Linked DNA regions of Mus musculus: region 2 is linked to region 1. Evidence: chromatin contacts called from public promoter capture Hi-C data. All regions are on one chromosome and are shown on one strand. The core of a region is the stretch at or near the end of the contact, and the rest is flanking DNA. Distances in the headings are between cores, read along the strand shown.

The links. Promoter capture Hi-C pulls out the DNA fragments that hold promoters and counts their contacts.
Region 2: a promoter capture Hi-C map of liver shows a contact between it and region 1, with 4 times the contacts expected there. The contact joins the enhancer-like site here to the promoter of Slc35e3 in region 1. A contact is called at or near these places in 5 of 39 promoter capture datasets (the C10 cell line, cranial neural crest, hippocampal neurons and 1 more).

Annotation. Positions count from the first base shown.
Region 1 is chr10:117,744,969-117,749,644 of GRCm38.p6, reverse strand. Slc35e3 (solute carrier family 35, member E3) reads left to right here and starts at 3,287. Exons shown (of 5, transcript NM_029875.2): 1 at 3,287-3,860; 2 at 4,650-4,676. The coding sequence starts at 3,459.
Region 2 is chr10:119,190,624-119,194,812 of GRCm38.p6, reverse strand. No RefSeq gene overlaps it. Among named protein-coding and RNA genes, the nearest start is that of Cand1, 47 kb to the left of the region's middle. Within about 2 kb of position 2,037, at least 27 of the 459 cell types and tissues checked have an H3K27ac peak or open chromatin away from gene starts, as enhancers often do. A contact at or near this core is called in liver, where this site is marked.

The DNA of each region.
Region 1 (4,676 bases), core at 2,038-4,537:
CAGGAAGCGGGTGGGTGGAGGAATGTCGCTATCTGTTTTATGATTAGCATACCTTGGAGCACTGAGTGTACTACTCTTTCAGTTCAAAGTCATAAAAATCTGCATTTTATGTTGAAATAGTTTAGCTTTAACATTAAAGTCTACACAAATGAAGTAATGTGGTAAAACAAGAACAGTCTAACGGACGGAGGATTAATTTTAATACTAATCTTTACGTCCCATTATATTTCTTTTTTTTTCCCCCAAGGTGAAAGCGTTACATAGTGTTCAAAAAACTAGCGGAACTGAGTATGCATGTACGTAATAAAGGAACTCTGGTTCTGATTTTATCCCAGACAAGCCACTAGGGATGGATGGTATGCCTGCATGTCAGATCGAATACTGTCAGGTGCCTGTAACCCCAGCACTCAGAAAGCTGAGCAGGAGGACTGCAGTCAGGTGAAGGTATTTACCTAAAGTGTCAAAGCGGGAGGAGCTGAGAGAAAAATCTAATTTGTTATCTCAGCCCAAGTCCATAACCTTAAACACAGACTCAACTAAGGAGGGTAAACTTTCCTCTCTCTTCTTCAATCCCTCTCTCTCCCTCTCTTTTTCTCCCCCCTCTCCCTTCCCTCTTTGAGGCAGGGTCTCACCATGCAGCCCTGGCCGTCCTGGAACTCATGGAACTCTTTTGAACTGGCAGAGATCCACAGGCCTCTGCCCTCCCACTCCTGGGACTGGGACTGAAACTGTACTCCATCACACCTAGCCAGAACACTTCCCAGGCTCTTACTGAGGGAGCAGGGAAGGGTAATCCACACACGTGTAGGGGAGGGTGACAATGGGACTATTTCTAGCAAACAGTAAGAGCTGGTGAGCTTTGAAAACAGGGAAGCCGAAAATGGTGGGGCACTCCTTTAATCCCAGCACTTGGAAGGCAGAGGCAGGCGGATTTCTTAGTTCCGGGCCAGTCTGGTCTACAGAGTGAGTTCCAGGACAGCGTGGGCCACACAGAGAAACCCTGTCTCGGAAAAAAAAAAAAAAGAAAGAAAAAGAAAACAGGGACTGTCCTTGGTAAGGCTAAGCAAGCGGTGCCCTAGGGTTTCTCCTGCTGTAGAAACTTGGGGAGCAAAGGGCTTATTTTACCTTGCACTTTTAGTTAATATTCCATCAGTGAGGGGCGGGAGGGCAGGCACTGAAGCAGAGGCCCTCTAGTAACTGCTTCCTGGCAGCTTGCTTCCTAGGGTTTGGTCAGCCTGCTTGATCTAACCCAGAACCACCTACAGAAAGATGGCACTTTCCAGTAAGCTGAGCCTCCCACATGGAGTAACATTTGAAAAAAATGTCCCACGGGCTCATCTTCTGGCTGACTTGCTGGCAGCAGTTTCTTAATTGAGCGTCTCTCTTCCCAAATTGACTCTAGCTTGTGTCAAGTTGACAAAAAAACAAAACAAAACAAAACAAAACAAAACAACCAGCACAACAAGCAGCAGAGAGAAAATGGAAAAGCTAATGTTTATAATAAATTCAAGTAACTATAGATGAAATGGACGAATAGTTGAACGTGTGCTGGTCTTATGGCAACACAAACTAAAGTAATCTGAAAGGGGGAGCCTCAACTGAAAACATGTCTCCACAGGATCCAGCTGTAAGTCATTTCCTTTAATTAGTGATTTGGGGGAGGGGCCAGCCCATTGTGGGTGGAGCCATCCCTGAGATGATGGGTGGGGGGTGAGGCGGAGCAAGCCCTAAGCTGCACCCCTCCCTGGCCTCCATCAGCTCCTGCCTCCAGGTTTCTGCCCTGTATGAATGAGTTCCAGTCCTAACTCCCTTTGGTGATAAACAGCTACGTGTAAGCCAAACAAACCCTTTCCTCCCCAACTAAGACAAGACATCTAAGTAAACGGGCAATTCTCTAAAAAAAATGCGGTACGAAAGAGGAACGTAGCTGATATGACGGCATCTGGTAAAGGTGCTTGCTTCCCAAACCCTACAGCATGAATTCAGTCCATCTGGTGGACGGAGAGAACTGACTCCGAGTTATCCTCTGACCGTCACACAGGCACCCATACACACACACACACACACACACACACACACACACACACACACACACACACACACGTAATTAACTGTGGAAAATTCATCAAAGAGTCTCTTGTGCCTCTGATGCAAAGACCTTCTTTTCAGTGCCAATTAGAAAAAAACGGTATCCTGGAGAAAACGGGCAGAGACATAAGCAAACAGATCATAAAAACCTATGAAATAGTGTCCAAAACTTAAAACTACACATTAGTTGCAAGGCATGTGACACTTCAATGGGTGGAAGCAGGGAGATCCGTTCTGTGTCATCCTTAGCTCTGTAGAGACTTCCAAGTCTGCTCTATTTAATCCCTGTAACATTGTAAAAGTGGGGGGTCCACGTTTTCAATCAGTGTGGACAGACTTTGAGTTGGTATTTGACGTTTGCAGATGAGAAATACCACTCTCATATTGTAACAGTGTGAATAAAAGTGAATATTGAGATCGAGTCTAGCCTGAATGAGTTCTCGGCCTCGAAAAACAAAACCAAAAATATATAATTTTTCACTTCCTCTCCAGCTCTGTAACTTTGAAACTGGACTGCATGCTTGCTACTATAATATGCCTCTTAGAAGTGCAATTAATATCTTGGGCATACAGGTAAATGTACTTGCTTCTTAGGTTTTACTAAAAAAAAAAAAAAACTTCGTGGGTAAAAAATTCTGTGGTTTAAAGTTTTTCGAGGCAAATACGCCAAAATATGTTTAAATCTACAGTAGACGACAGTTAGTTGTCCATCCACTCTTACCTGTTTAGACGGTTATTTTTGGTTTTTCGAGACAGGGTTTCTCTGTATAGCCCTGGCTGTCCTGGAACTCACTCTGTAGACCAGGCTGGCCTCGAACTCAGAAATCCGCCTGCCTCTGCCTCCTGAGTGCTGGAATTAAAGGCGTGCGCCACCACCGCCCGGCCTGTTTAGACTTTTAAAGATATTTTAAAATATGCTTTCAGTAAGTAATGCTCTGCCCCCCTTCAGAGGATTAAAACAGCTCAGCAACGTGGAGAGTAAAACTGGCGGGGAATCTGCGCCTCCCAGTAAGTCGGGGAATCGGCCACAGAAACTAATCTTCCCTGGGAGCCAAGGGCTTCCCTCCAGCCGAGTTAAGCAACCCAGCGGAGCGCCGAGCGCGCCTGCGCGGCGGAATCACGTGGCTGCGCGGGGGCGGGGCTGGGAGGAGCCGTGGCGGACCCGCTCGGAGGGCGGCGGCCTATTACCTCGCGGCGCAGCGACCGGGACCCGGCTGGCGCATGCCTGTCTCCGGCCGGACCGTGGAGCGGGCGGCTGCGGGCGCGCGGCGGCGGAGAGCCGGGACAGCGGGAGAGCGTCCGAGCGCCCCGCGGGGAGGCTGGACAGCCCGGGCTCGGCCGAGGACGCTGCTCCGCAGCCGGCGGGCATCATGGCATCGCTGGCGGACCGGGTCCGGGGCAACGGGCGCATCGCCGCCGGGCTCCTGTTCAACCTGCTGGTGTCCATCTGCATCGTGTTCCTCAACAAATGGATCTATGTACACCACGGCTTCCCCAACATGAGCCTGACCCTGGTGCACTTCGTGGTCACCTGGCTGGGCTTGTACATCTGCCAGAAACTGAACATCTTTGCCCCCAAAAGTCTGCCGCTCTCCAAGCTCCTCCTCCTGGCCCTCAGCTTCTGTGGCTTTGTGGTCTTCACCAACCTTTCTCTGCAGAACAACACCATAGGCACCTATCAGCTGGCCAAGGCCATGACCACGCCGGTGATCATAGCCATCCAAACCTTCTGGTACCAGAAGAGATTCTCCGTCAGAATACAGCTCACGCTGGTGAGTAGCTGCCGCTGCCGCTGCGCGAGCCTGTCCCTGCCCAGCTACCTGGCTGCCTTTCTCCCCGGGAAAACTGAATACACCTTGCTTATAGCCTGGCACGACGGAAGCCCATTCCCATAATCTTTACTCCACACACGAGCCAGGCCCTTATAAGAAGCTTGTTTGGGGAGGGGTGGAAAAGGCCATCTCGACACTCCGCTGCTATTTAGTAAATGGGTGTGTTCCTGATAGAAATCTTTAACTGCTGGGATTGATGAGGGAGAGAGCTGCCTTAATGGAACAGTTCAGTGTGTCAGGATATCTGCGAAAGCTCAACCTGGAAAGAAAAGAATATCCCCAGGAAATCGAACCAGAAGTGATAAACATGAAATGGTTTAGCATAAAATACCTCGGAATACACCTTCAGTGGCACACTGCTGGGGTGCCTTGTGTTTACATAAAAGGAGATTCGTTAAAATAACATTAGCACTTAGTGGTTTTTTCGTTTTTCCAGTCATAATGCTTTCCTCCTTCCTTGTTTATGCTTATGTGTTAAGTACTGGTTTGGGGGATTATTTTATTCCCTGTAAATGTGTGTCCTGTTTCCTTACAAAGCACAACGCACGGATTCATATTTTCTTCCAGATGTAGAGTTGTATGTGAATCTCTGTAGAGAAGGATTGGCAGTTTTCCCCAAAGAAAACTTACAGTGCTCCCCCACCCCAGCCCCACTGTTATGTTTCCTTAGTGTTGTAAGACATCATTCTTGAATTTAATCTCACAGCATTTGCCTCTTTGTCTTTGCAGATTCCTATTACTGTAGGTGTAATCCTA
Region 2 (4,189 bases), core at 788-3,287, 1.4 Mb before region 1:
AAAGGCCCCTTAGCTCCTCAGAAGACTGAAAATAATGAGCCTGGACAGAGAGAAGGAGCACTCCTTGTCCGCCACCATTAATAACAATGAGACTGAATTCCATGTCAGCTTAAATAGTGGGGTCTCAGATAAGCTGCTTTTAGTATTCAGTATTTATACCTAGAGAGGAGGTTCAATGGGCGAGAGTCATTGCTTTTCTTCCAGAGGACCTGGGTTCAATCCCCAGCACCCACGTGGTGGCTCCCAACCATTTATAACTCTAGTCCTAGCATAGCTGATGCTCTCCTCTTCTGGCTTCTCTGGGCATGAGGCACACGTGCTGGATACAGATACATGCAAACAAAACACCACAGATAAAAAAAATTTTAAGTTTAAATTTAAAAAGGAAAAATTACGGTGCCTTAGTTCTGAAGCTAGCCACATTTTCGGAAGAAGAGTCAATCAGACTTGAAAGAAAGTGAAACTGTAGGGATGTCAAAAAATTTTTTGAGGTGGTTAATGTCTCTATGATTCCAGAGAGAATAGTGGGGAGCAGAAAAAGCAAAGGAATAGAAAGGAGGGCTAAAACTTTATTCAAGAATAGCATACATAGGGCTAAGTATGAGTTATGGCTCAATGAATTATCAAAAAGAGAATACATTCATGGGACCATCATTCAGGTCAGAAAAGATCACTAATCAGCTCTCTGCTTGGTCCTTGTTGCTCACCACTTTGTCTCGGTGGTGAGTACATACCAGGACTAAGACTTTGGGACTCATACTCCCTTTGTGGGCCAGTCAACTCCTAGTAATTTACATATTGCCTGTATACCTATAACTCTGAAATTAATGTCTCCACTACTTATTTCTCCATTTGTTTCTTTTCCCCTGAATCTGAGCCATGTAGAACCAAGTGCCTAGTTGGCACCATCATTTTGATGTCTTACAAAGCATCTCCAGCCTGATGACACAGAACTGAATTAGAGTTAGAGACATTTATTGTCTGACAGATCTCTTAAGCATAGTAATTTAATCTTTTTAAAAAAGATTTATTTATTTTATTTATATGAGTACATTGTAGCTGTCTTCAAACACACCAGAAGGCAGCATCGGATTCTATTATAGATGTTTTTGAGCCACCATGTGGCTGCTGAGTATTGAACGCAGGACCTTTGGAAGAGCAGTCAGTGCTCTTAACAACTGAGCCACTTCTCCAACCTGTAGCAATTTAATTTTGGGGGGTGGGGGGTGGGGGTGGGGGTTGGTTTATCGAGACAGGGTTTCTCTGTGTAGCCCTGGCTGTCCTGGAACTCGCTCTGTAAAGCAGGCTGGCCTCGAACTCAGAAGTCCACCTGCCTCTGCCTCCCAAGTGCTGGGATTAAAGGCATGCACCACCACTGCCCGGGAGCAATTTAATCTTAAAACATAACTTTAGCCCTCACATCCCGTCTCAGCAGAGGAATTGGAATGGACTTTTAACATGTGAATCTAGTTATACCAGTCTACAACTTAGAGCCCTCAATTTTACTCAGAAAAGCAGACCCTTTCCTAGAGCATACAAGTCCCTCCAGGATCTAGCTGTCCATTACCTTTCTGACTTAAGCTACCCCTAGCCACTATCCACGTGGCTGCATCTCTCCTAGCTTCCTGGCTGTTACTCAATGGTTCCAGGTACACTCCCACCTCAAGACATTTGCCCTGGCTCCTGGAACACTGTCCTCCGTAAGAGCTCTGTCTCAGCCAGACAACCACCTTGATCATCCCTTTTATCTTAGATGTCTTTCCTTAAACTAATCCTTTTATTTTTGGCTCTTATAACTGCCCTGCTTATTACATAACAACCCTCACCACCTTAGAATGCACAATTATTAGCTATGGTTGTAAGTTCCTTATCTGTGCCTTTCCTACAGAGCTGAACAGCCGTGTACAGTAAAGCAAAAGGAAGAGAAGAAGAGTCACTGGAGAGACACACAGACTCCGGGTTCCTTTGTCTGAGAGAGAAGATCAACTTAGCTTCATAGGAGTGCGGGTGCTTCCAGCGCAGAGCAGGTCGGGAGGGAAGTTACTGGGCAAGTGCAGTCTAATCTCGAGCTTCAGAGGTGATAAGGGCTCAGAGCTTCCTTGTAAACACACTTCCCCCAAAATAGCACAGACAGGCACTTTCCCTCAGGCTTTCAGACTGCCTGGCCAGTTTCCTAAAAAGATGTCTGACCTCCCAGGGGAGGATTAACTGAGTCGCAGGTTGACCTTGAATTTAGGCTCCTCCTTGAAAGATTTTTCAGGCCAATTATAGAACAAACCTCCAAGTAGGTTTTATGTGCTGACTTTGTTGTACTATTAATGTATAGGACATACATAATAATATACTTCATAAATGGTGAGTAGAGCGAACGGGTGAGAAAATGAACAAATAACTTCCATATCTCTAGATAATTACAGATGGCGGTTTCGTGTGTGTGCTTCTTAGTATAGACATGTTCATTGCGGTAGCTCCATCTGAGGCTATTGCTTGTATGTGGGAAGCTTTTTATTTGAGAACTCACTGTCCTTTTGGATCGGTGATTGCTTCATAGCAGAAAGTTCAAAGAGTGAACTTTTAGAAAGGATATATCTTAGAAAAAGCAAGTCTCTGTTTTGTGTGTGACTCCAGTGTTCCCTCTAGTTCTCGGAACATCGCTCCTGACTCTCTATTGTAGCATACCAAGAATAATTTAAACATATAACTTGGAGGTTTGTTCTATAATTGGCCTGCAGATTCCTTTTCTTACTGGCTTGGTCATGTGAGTCCTCTTGCTTAAAATGTATCAATGTAGCTTAAAGAACCTCACGTTCGTAGTCATATGTGTGCTTCGTTCTCTGAAAGTACTCTAGTATAATACACAGTAGATGACCATGATGTAGATTTGTGTGGCGATACGACTTTATGAAAATATCTCCTGACCGCCCCCCAAAAGATTGGACCATTGTTAGAACTCACAGCCAAGATAGCAACGCATGGTGAGATCACCAAGATGGAGCTTGCTATCTTCCCATGTATGCAACCTAAGTTTAAGTAGCCTTTAGGAAAACACTGTAAGGACCAGCCTTTCTGTGCTTTGAATTTCCCATGCCATCAGCCTTCAAAACCTAAGCCACCGAAAAAGCTTTACTCTTCCATGTCCTTGGCTCAAAAGGATGTGCACGCGCATGCGTGAGTGTGTGTTAGGTAAGATTTCTGTTGCTGTGATGAAAACACCAAGACCAAAAGCAAGTTGGGGAAGAAAGGGTTTACTCGTCTTAGACTCAGCTTATACTTCCAGATTCCAGTCCACCACTGGAGGAAGTCAGGACGGGAACTCAGACAGTCCAGAATCCCAAAGGCAGAAGCCATTGAAGAGGCCACGGAGGGAGTGCTGCTTACTGGCTTGCTCGGCCTGCTTTCTTAGAGAACCCAAAACCACCAGCTTAGGGGTAGGTAGCCCAATAGGCTGGGCCCTCCCCTATCAATCAGTAATTTTAAAAATGCCCTACATCTGGATCTTATGCAGGCACTTTCTCAAAGGCTCCCTCCTTTCAGATATCTCTAGCTTGTGTCATAAAACTACCTAGCACTTACGTGGTAGCAGCCATTCTAGAAAACAGCCTGATACAACAAATATCTGCCATAAATGTTGGCAATAACTTGAGGATATAGCTTGATAGTTTCTGTTTGCAAGACTGTTTGCTTTTATGAGTGCTTTGGGGTCACTTAGGGTCATCAAAATGACTTCTTGCCCAGTAAGGCTCTGTTAAAGATTTCTGTAAAGTATCCCTCATTCCATTCCCATGTCATGTTTTCTATGCTGCTCAATAAATACAGAGCAAAGGCCTCTGACAGAGGCAGGCAGACACAGGGACCATGAGGCATCAGACAACATTCAGGAGGCAGACATAACAGACCAACCAAAGATAAGCCAACAGTCACAGTACACAGAAGGAAGGTACAGGGAGAGGGGTGAAGGCTCAAATTTGAGCTCTGTCTTGGTCAAATTCATGAAAGAAGTCTGTGTTTTGATGCATCTAAAGTTGTCTTTGATGTGTTAGTCAACAAAAAAATCGGTTCTGATATATTATTTCAAGAAACATTGCAACGGATATTCTTATCCTAACTGATAGGAAGGCATCTTAATGCAGACAAAACACCCCCACCCCCGAAGAAAACATGTAGCTTTGACGTTTAAAAGAGTTTGTTT